2 separate regions of the Canis lupus genome follow, and region 1 is linked to region 2. Evidence: chromatin contacts called from public Hi-C data. All regions are on one chromosome and are shown on one strand. Each heading gives the region's core, a stretch centred on a gene start, on an enhancer-like site or on the middle of the called end of the contact. The rest is flanking DNA. Distances are from core to core; before and after follow the strand shown.

Evidence for each region. A called contact is a pair of places that touch in the nucleus more often than the background predicts.
Region 1: a contact with region 2 is called in a Hi-C map of blood, with 5 times the contacts expected there. The contact joins the enhancer-like site here to the promoter of SIK1 in region 2. A contact is called at or near these places in 2 of 9 Hi-C or Micro-C datasets (amygdala and blood).

What each region holds. Positions count from the first base shown.
Region 1 is chr31:37,513,912-37,518,937 of UU_Cfam_GSD_1.0, reverse strand. It overlaps HSF2BP (heat shock factor 2-binding protein), which reads left to right. Exons shown (of 9, transcript XM_038581595.1): 4 at 1,834-1,937. Among named protein-coding and RNA genes, the nearest start is that of HSF2BP, 18 kb to the left of the region's middle. Within about 2 kb of position 1,412, at least 5 of the 20 cell types and tissues checked have an H3K27ac peak or open chromatin away from gene starts, as enhancers often do. A contact at or near this core is called in blood, where this site is marked.
Region 2 is chr31:37,353,627-37,358,540 of UU_Cfam_GSD_1.0, reverse strand. It overlaps SIK1 (serine/threonine-protein kinase SIK1), which reads left to right and starts at 2,077. Exons shown (of 15, transcript XM_038581592.1): 1 at 2,077-2,129; 2 at 3,237-3,407; 3 at 3,762-3,878. The coding sequence starts at 3,252. It overlaps LOC111093457 (a long non-coding RNA gene), which reads right to left and starts at 1,508. Exons shown (of 2, transcript XR_005382452.1): 1 at 1,383-1,508; 2 at 1-364.

The DNA.
Region 1 (5,026 bases), core at 163-2,662, 160 kb before region 2:
TCCCATGTGTGTTTATACGTGGTAAGGCTTGTAGAGATGTAATTTTCTATCTTTGCCACCTTTGAGTGACGTACAGCTTGATGATACAAGAAAATTTAAGAGTGAACTGCGAAGAAAAAGTTTGTACCACTGATTTATTTTAGTTCTTTTCATTTTGTTTCTTTTTATGAGCATATGCATTTCATAGTTCATTCATAATTATAAATGACATAAGTTTTCATTTAACACTGTCACAGAAGGCAACTGTGTAGCTTCTAGAGCCTAGCACTTGACTGACAGTTGATTTCTTGGGTGGCCAGGATTTGCAGCGTAGAGCACAGACTTCCAGGAGAGTCCTGTTGTGGCGTGATGCATTGTAGGAGGAGGGGGCAGAGAGGAGAACTGATTTGAGCTAGAAAAAATAGTCCCACTTTACATGGTTTCTGAGAAACGCCGTTTAAGACAAGTTGTGCCAGCCAGTTTCATAATCTGTAACCGAATATTTGGCTTTAGGTGCTAATCTTCCCTCTAGGGCAAAGGGTGCCTGGAAACTGCTGACTCCCTTCATTTCTCCCACGCTTTGGGGATGCCCCTGCTGTCCTTGGCAGTCCCCTGCCTTCTCAGAGCCCAGGGCCACCAAGCCACCCCCTGGGCTTGTCCACACTTCCCTGGAGGGAGTGCTGTCCTGCCGTCTCCTCCCCAGGTGGAGGGGGGCACCAGTTTTCAGGCCGCTGGCTGCTGCCTCCCACCACCTGCTGTTTCTGTCCCCAGGTTCCTGTGGCTGGGCTCCCTCACTGGCTCTCACTGGTTGTGTGTTGTTTTCATTTTGTTAATGGCCAGAGACCAGGCTGTTGTCCTGAAGCCGTCTTTCTCAGAGTCTATTCCCGGACCAGCAGCATCTGCCTCACCTGCGAGCTTGCTGGAAGGGCAGATTCTTCAGGCCCACCTCAGGCCTACTGAATCGGAGACTCTGACTGACGCTGGCGGGGGTGGGGGGGGCGGGTGCAGCCTGTGTTGACCCAGCCCTGTAGGGGATACTGGCGGACTAACATTTGGGAGTCAGTGTCCACAAGCACTGCTGCATTAGCTCTGAGTGCCGTGTGCCACCTCACATCTGGGTGCGTGTTAGCATAGACACTGATGATTTCTTAGTTCCTGAGGTCAAGGCACTTCATTACTTTGCTTTTTAAATGTCAGTATTTCTGCACCATAATATCTTTTCTTTAAAGTTGACCATACCTGTGATTCCAGACTTACTAACGTGGATGTTTTGGGGATTTTGTTGGCTATTTGAATCACCACCTAAATGAACGTGGTGGGGAGTTGCCACGGTTGCCCGCCTTCACCGCGGCCTTCTCTTGTCTGATCACCGTTGCTTCCGCCCCTCCATTGACGGCCGCTGCGGCTCTTCCTCCTGAGTCAGTCTGCCAGTTGGTGAGACGAGCACTGTGAATCAGCCCTGGCTGGCACCGTCTACTCACCGAGCTGCCTTCTGCTTTTTATGGAGCAGATACAAGTCTGTGCCACGAGACAGTCGGGTTTCTCAGCCCTGCCGTCAGTCCCTTACGTAACCCACTTTCTTAGAGCCTCCAGTACGAGTTTGGCAGTAAAATCAGGGCTTAAAAACATAAGACTGAAAACAACAACAAGAAAAGTGCTTTTGGGTATGGGCTAAAAACTGGCAAAAACCTGAAAAGCAGAACTTTTAGAATATTGGTCATTGAAGGACTGGTTCTGTGAATAATCACACCTGAGCAGCCCATGCCCATTTTCTTGAGAGATTTGGCTCATTGGATTCTTAGAGGACATTAATGGTCTGAAATGCTGAGTGTTGTTGTGTCTCTCTTCTTCTAGACCTGGAAAGGAAAGAGCAAGAGTTAGAGCAACTGAGAATGGATTGTGAGCACTTCAAAGCCCGCCTAGAGACCGTGCAGGCTGACAGCATGAGAGACAAGAAGGTACGATGCTAGCACACCAGTGTCCGGGCTGCTCCCCGACAGAGCCGAGTGGCCGGCAGCCCTCCTAGCCCTTAAGCCTCAAGAGATTGTATTTTAAAATGTATGTAATTCTGGGGGCGCCTGGGTGGCTCAGTCAGTAAGTGTCGAACTCTTGATTTCAGCTCAGGTCACAATTTCAGGGTCCTGAGATTGAGCCCTGCGTTGGGCTCCATACTCAGTGGGGAGTTTGCTTGAGATTCTCCTTCTCCCCTTGCCCCTCCCCCTCCTGGTGTTCTTGTGCGTGTGCATACATGTGCGCTTTCTAAAATAAATCTTAAAAAATAATAAGGGCTGGAAAATAGTCGAACATTTGGATTTTATGACCATTTAATGTGGAGAATATTTACTGGGTAGGCTTGTAATTATGACTTCCTGTTAACTTTAAAAAAAGTTTTTTTTTTTTAAGATTTTATTTTTTCATGAGAGACAGAGAGGCAGAGACAGAGACAGAGACAGAGGAAGAAGCTGGGATCATGACCTGAGCTGAAGGCAGATGCTCAACCACTGAGCCACCCAGGTGCCCCAGCTTAAAAAATTTTTTAAAATATTTATCTATTTGACAGAGTACTCACATGTGCCTTAGTGGGGGGCCAGGGGGTGAGGAGGGAAGGGTGGGGCAGAGTGAAAGAGAGAAAGAGAGAAGCAGACTCCTCACTGAGCATGGAGCCAGATGCAGGGCTCTTTCTCAAGGCCCCAGAGTTCATGACCCGAGCCAAAATCAAGACTTGGACACTCAACCAACTTAGCCACACAGATGACTCTAATTTTTATGTCTAAAAGATCACTTCAGAACATTAAAAATCATAGAATAATAAGAATTCTGAAAAATGTACTTAATAATTTATAATCAGAGATGTATTAACTGGAAATATTTGTAATAAACCTAGGGGATCATTTACTAATCTTTAAGAAACAACTAATGTGTTTTAATATTTGACGAGACTAATAGTATTTCTTAAAAATTACACATTCTTGGGGATCCCTGGGTGGCTCAGTGGTTTGGTGCCTGCCTTTGGCCCAGGGCGCGGTCCTGGAGTCCCGGGATCGAGTCCCTCGTCGGGCTCCCTGCGTGGAGCCTGTTTCTCCCTCTGCCTGTGTCTCTGCCTCTCTCTCTCTCTGTGTGTGTGTCTATCATGAATAAATAAATAAATAAATCTTTAAAAAAATTACACATTGTTTTTCTATAGAATAAATGATTTCCCCTTCTCTTCTGTAAAGCTAGAACTATCCTATCACTTCTGATAAAAGTCAGGGTGTGTGTATTTTTTATTTTAAAGTAGAAAAACACTAACAGTACTAGTAACAGTAGCTAGTATCTGTTGTTTCCTGTGTGCTGGCAGGTGGCCAGCCACTGGCTGTGCATCGAATATCTCTTGTGCGTCTCCTAGCACAGCAGAGTCAGTAGGCACTGTTAGCCTCAAGGAGGTTAGGTAGCTGGTCACAGGTCCACTGCTGCCTCATGTGAAAGAATTCTGAATATTTGTGGCTGCTATGGAGGTTTTCCAGAACTGGTGGGTTTTGTATGGACTTTAACATTGAACAAGAAGGAAAGGTCAGGGAAAGAGTTTCGGTCTCAAAACTGAGTTAGGTTGAGTGTCAGTCACATAATCAAAGTTGAAATTTTAGCTTTGTCGTATGTTTAGATCACAATAATTTAAGATGACGGTGGCTAATTTGGGCCTGAAAGTTTCATGGTCTGAAAGAAGTTGACCAACAGACAGGAAGGATCTGATAAAAGTTGACAATGCACTTGTTAGGTTCTGTACTTCCTGAATTTGCTGAGATGTCCTTGTTAAGGTTAAAACTTAATTGGACAGAATCTTAGATTTCCTTTTTTTTTTTTTTTAGTAGATAAACATAGGAAAAATGCATGTTTTGTGGACATTTTAGAGGCAGTGCTTAAAAATGCACCATTCATGGGGTACTTGGGTGGCTCAGTGAGTTGAGTATCTGACCCGTGATTTTGGCTCAGGTTGTGATCTCAGGGTCGTGCGACTGAGCCCTGCGTCAGGCTCCCTGCTCAGCGTGGAGTCTGCTTGAGATTCATCTCTCTCCCTTTTGCTGTCCCTCCCCCCTTACTCACTCACTAATAAATAAAATCTAAAAAAAATAAGCCATTCTGGTAAAGTGCCCGTATAGAGGATGAAATGGCCCTGGTGAAGTTAGTGTCAGATCGGTAGTGTGTTTTTGCCCTGACAATTTGACCTTAGTTAAAATGTGGGAATATTTTAGGTTAAACTATTTCCTATTTCCAGTCACGTTTCCTGTTTAATTGTCCTGCCAATTTAATACCGATGGGAGCCCTTTCAAGTCTGCTGTTACAAGGCCACATCTCTTCTTGTTGTAGAGAACTGACAGCTGCCTTTTCCGTAGCCTTTTCTGTGGTCTCCGTCCAGATCTCTACAGCTCATGAGGCTGGACTCTGGAGGCTTATTTTAGACTTGAGAAACCAGGAAAGAATGCAGGGGCTAGATCCCAAATTAGAGCACTGCTAGTAAGTACTACAGTATGCGTAGAAGTCATTGGGAAAGACAGAAGTTACTGGATCCAGTACGTATGAAGAAAGGAGAAAACAAAGTGTGGACTCAAAATCATAAATAACTGTGCTGGATGAGCAGCCACCCCGAACCCCGGGAGAATGGCCATCGGGCAAGGAAAGCTTGGTTCTCTGCTTAGTTGAGATGTTTCCCCAGCAGTGGTGGAATCAGATCAGGGGAGGCCAGCTGGGCCTTGCTGTGGGCGCGGGGGCTGGCCGGGAGAGTGGGTCTTCCTGGGAGGGGCAGCCTCTGAACTCCAGAGGAGAAAGGGCCCGGCTTCCCCTGTGTGTGACACCATCAGAGGCCCGTGCCGTCACTGTGAGGGCGCATGTGGCTCTCGACAAAGGGTCTGCCAGCAGAGCTTTTATAGTGTCTGACCTGGCTTTCCCGCCTGTGTGAACTTGTCCTGGATGATGTGCGGGTTCAGCCCTGCTCTCTAGGGGGTCTTTCAGCTGCTGGCCTCTGCCTTTGCCTTCTCTGCACGTTTTCTTGTGCACGTACCTTTCAGAGTTA
Region 2 (4,914 bases), core at 828-3,327:
GACCCGCGGAAGGGAAGAAAAGCCGCTGTAAACGAATCAGAAAGTAAAAATACTCCAGATTCTTGGTGGATAAACCCAGGACAGATAATGAGCGCACCTTTGAAAGACAGGAAAACTCTGGCGTTCCTGGTGCCCTCGAGAGGCCTTTCAAGAAACAAACTGAGCCGCCAGCAACAGCCCAGGGAGGGGGCGACGGGGAACTCTGGTCTGGCTGATGACGGTGCATCAGGAGAAGCACGTCCGAGTCCTCCATGGTACCCTTGCCAGGCCGGCCACGTCTCCAGGCGACCGCCCACACATGGAAGCCTCCGGAAGACCGCTTGTGGGTTCTGCATCCATCTTAACTCTTGCTCCCCAGCCCCTCCTGTGAAGTAGTATTTCCTTTAACACGAGGCAGAATGATTCCAGGCGAGATGCAGAATTTAAACCCCACACCCCTGCCCTCCTAACGCCTGACGTTCAAAAGGTACCATTCGCCCGTAGCCTCTGTCTTCCCTTAGAGAACATTCTGTTTTGTGCAGAGGCGTAAAGGGGGGACGAAGTGAGCAGCAGTACCATGGAGGTGGTCACCCAGTGCTGCCGTCGGCCTGTCCAGCCTCCCCTTTACTAGGGACAGGCTGTGGGCTACCGGGGGGGGGGGGGGGGTGCACCAGTGCAGACCCACACAGGACTGCTCCCCTGCAGCTCTGGGGAAGCAAGCGGCCCCCCTGGAGTCACCACCCACAGGGCCTGCAAAGTGTGCAGTGCTGGCAAAGAGGAAGTCCTCCTGTGGCCTCTGGGGCGGGGCCCCCCCAGCCCCAGGAGCAGAGTCCTTCCCTGTCTGCATACACAGCACTGGGCCACCTGCCAGATGACCGCCTCACTTGATGGGGTTGCTAACTGGCTTTCCCACGGCGGGTCCCAAGAACCTGAACGCCCCACTCCCACCTGCAGCACAGGAGGCGGCCTCCCCCCCATCCTGCTGTTCATCAAAGCAGAGCCCGAGGATTCCCTGACAGCGTCCCCCGCATCTCATCCCGAGGTCCTGACCTGCAGAGGTGACCCAGAAAGGGCAGGGCGAGCCGGACCACGCCCCGGCGCGCCGCGGGAGGGCCCGGGCCGCGATCCCATCCCTCTCACGGCTCCCCCCTCCCAGCCCGCGGCCCCCCGCGGGGTGTGGGGTGGGTCGGCAGTGGCAGGTGGGCCGGGGATGCTGAGCGTTCCCTGTCTCAGTTGTCGCCAGCTGAACAATGGAGACTCGTGCAGAAGAAAAGGAATCGCAGGTCCTGCAGGCCCGCAGCTGCCCAGCGCCCCGGCACCCCGCGGGGCCCCCTCCGGAGTCTGCGAGCTTCCCCGGGCGCCACCTGCTCCTTCCCCCAACAGACGCGCCCAGGGCCGAGCACCTCCGATGGAAACCGGGTCCCCCGATCGCGCGGGCTCCGAAGGGGACGCAGCCGCCGCGCTGCTGCGCTTGCTGGGGCTCGGGGGCCGCCCCGGGAGCCGGCCCCGCGGGAGAGCGCGAGCGGGGCGCGGCGCGAGGGCGGAGGAGCGCGCTGCGGGAGGACCGGGAGCCCGAGGCCCCGCGCCCGCCGTGCCCGGTAGGGGGCGCTCGCCGGCGGGGCCGCGGCGCGGGCGGAGGGCAGGCCTCGGCGGGCCTCGGGCGGCCGGCGCCCCTGACGTCACCGCCCCGCGGTCGCCAGGGCGACGGCCCCATCAGCGCGCGCGTCAGAGCCGCCGGTCTCTTGGCAACGGCCCGATCTCCCGCTCTCCCTGCGCCTGGCCCGCGGCCGCGCGTCGCTCTGGCGTCAAAGCGACGTCAATGGGGCTGTAGCGCTCCGGCGGCGGCGGCGGCGGGGGGCGGGGCCTGGGCGGCGGGGGCGGGGCCTGGGCGGGGCCTGGGCGGGGCCGGGGCGGGGCCGGGGCGGGCCGGGGCGGGGCGGGCGGCGGGCGGCGCGTGCGGCCCGAGCGCGCGGCGCGGCCCCAGAGCTGACATGCGGCGCGGCCCGGGCGGCGGCGGCGGCGGCGGCGGCGTCGGACCGAGCAGCAGGCGGCCGAGCAGCAGGCGCCCGAGCAGCGCGAGCGGCCGAGCGGGGCGGCGGGGGCCGCGGGGACAGCGGCGGCGCGGCCTCGGCGCTCGCGGGGCGGCGGAGGTGAGGCTCGCGCGGGCGGGAGCGGCCGAGTGTGCGCTCGGGCGGCGGGGCCGGGGCTCCGGGCTCTGGTTCCCGCCGCCGCGTGCCGGGCTCCGGGCCCGTAGGGGCGGCGCGGGGCTCGCGGACCCGGACGCCTCCCGCCCCGCCGCCGCTGGGCTCCCCTTTGTTGGGCTGCGGGCGGGGGGGCGCGGGAGCGGGTTCAGCGGCCCACGGGGGCTGCCGGGGGATGGAGCCGACCGCGGGCAAAAAGGCGGGCTGGGGAGGGGGGTCCGGGTCTCCGCGGGGCCGGGGGCCTCGTGGTCGGGATGGCGCCGACCGCGGGCGGGCGGGCGGGGGGGTTCCGGGTCTCCCGCGGGGCCGGGGGGCTCGGGGGTCCGGGATGGGGGAGCCGACCGCGGGCGTCGGGCGGGGTTGGGCCCGGGTCCCCCGCGGGGCCGGGGGCTCCGGGGTTGGGATGGAGCCGACCGCGGGCGGCGGGCGGGGGGATCCGGGCGCCCCGCCGGGCTGGGGGATCGGGCTCGGGATGGGGCGGACCGCGGGCGGCGGGCGGGGGGTGGGTCGGGGCGCCCCGCGGGGCCGGGGGTCTTGGAGCTCGGGATGGAGCCGACCGCGGGCGGCGGGCGGGGTGGGTCCGGGTCCCCCAAGAGGTTAGGGGATCGGGGGTCGGGATGGAGCCGACCGCGGGCGGCGGGCGGGGGTGGGTCCGGGTCCCCCGCGGGGCCGGGGGTCTTGGAGCTCGGGATGGAGCCGACCGCGGGCGGCGGGCGGGGGTGGGTCCGGGTCCCCCAAGAGGTTAGGGGATCGGGGGTCGGGATGGAGCCGACCGCGGGCGGCGGGCGGGGGTGGGTCCGGGTCCCCCAAGAGGTTAGGGGATCGGGGGTCGGGATGGAGCCGACCGCGGGCGGCGGGCGGGGGTGGGTCCGGGTCCCCCGCGGGGCCGGGGGTCTTGGAGCTCGGGATGGAGCCGACCGCGGGCGGCGGGCGGGGGTGGTGCCGGGGGTCTTGGGGACGGAGTGGAGCGGCCCGGGCGTCGGGGCGGGGCGTAGCAGAGGGCGGGGCCGGGGCAGGGCTGGGTCGGGGTCCGCGCTGAGCGCCCGTGGCCCGCAGGTGCAGCGCGGAGCCATGGTGATCATGTCCGAGTTGAGCGCGGCCCCCGCGGGCTCCGGCCCGGGCCAGCAGAAGCCCCTGCGGGTGGGCTTCTACGACGTGGAGCGGACCCTGGGCAAGGGCAACTTCGCGGTGGTGAAGCTGGCCCGCCATCGAGTCACCAAAACCCAGGTGCGTGGGGGGGGGAGAGCATCCTGGGGGCCGCTCGCAGAGTCCCTGTCCTTGGGGTTCATGTGGGGTGTCTCAGCGCTGACAGTTCCACAAAGAGAAGATGCTTTAGATTATGATTCTGAGTGATTTGTATAGGTATTAGGGGACAGCAGACAGTAATGACCAGATAACCCAGGGTTGCCCTGCCCGTTTAAACACTATTAATGGTTACTTTGGTTATTCCTTATTCCCCCCCCCCCCAACTTTTGGTGACCCTTTGGGGACATAAAGTGTTTTTGAGATTAAGCTGCAAAATACATAACATATAAATAGAAGGTTGTTTTTTTTTTAAATATCCTTTCTTTTAAATTGTAGGTTGCAATAAAAATAATTGATAAAACCCGATTAGATTCAAGCAATTTGGAGAAAATATATCGTGAGGTTCAGATCATGAAGCTTCTGAATCATCCTCATATCATAAAGCTTTATCAGGTAAGGACTCCAGTTTGCCTTTTGCTGTTATGTCCGGCAAGTGCATTAGTTTCAAGAATAAGTCTGCAGTTTCTCAATCTTGCTCCTCTTTGGCTACATGTGGCAGTCTGGGAGCTGGTTGTGTAGGGTAAATAGATCGATTTTTGTGAGCTCTTCAGATGTATTTCCAATTATTTTCTTGCTTTTGGGTCGTAACTGAGATTTGCCTCATTAGAATTTTATTTAGTCTTGTCATTCATTCCGGTTTTAGATGCGTAGAGGTTGGTTGTTTACATTTAGTTTACTATGAAAACAACTAACCAGATCAATGTATTGCCACAAGTCAAACATTTAGCGGAGAAGGACAGATTTTAGTGCAACGAGACACTTCCGCCTTTGGAGATAATTATTAAACTTTAAAACTGGCTGCTCTTACCGGCTTCTGTAAACTTGCAACGGCAGCATTGAGCACTCATCTTCCCATTTAAACTCTCCCATCAGAGACTGGAGAGATGAAAATACCTTCGCCGTGGTGAAAGTGGGGAACTTGACATTTAATCCACATTAAGAACATGCCTCACCCTGTCCCGCCTGTTGGTTTGTTCTGTGACTTTATTTTTGTTATCGTGTTGAAACTAATACATTATAGCTTTGGAGTATGGGCGTTGATTGAATTAGGACAGCAAAGCCGAGCGGTCTCGTTGGCAGCCGCCCGCTGGTGCAGGTGAGGGGGGCCTGCTCGCAGAGGAGGAGTTCCTTGCACGTCCTCAGTAGTGTCCCATCCAGTTGTGTTGGCTGTTAAGTTCCTTTCGGTGTTGGTCATGGAGGCCTTGAATCTGGGATGAATATGGCCCCGTGTGTGTGTGTGTGTGCACACGCGTGTCCAGTTGGCAAGCCTGGATGTCCAGTGTGATAGGAGAGGAATCAGAATAGAAACTATGCCACGGAAGCAGCGTCACCCGAGCTTGTGTCCCCCTGAATGACAGTTTACTCAGAGTCATTAAGTGCGGCGCTCCCGTCACCATCCACCCGGCTTGTGTTTTGTTTCTGTGTCATT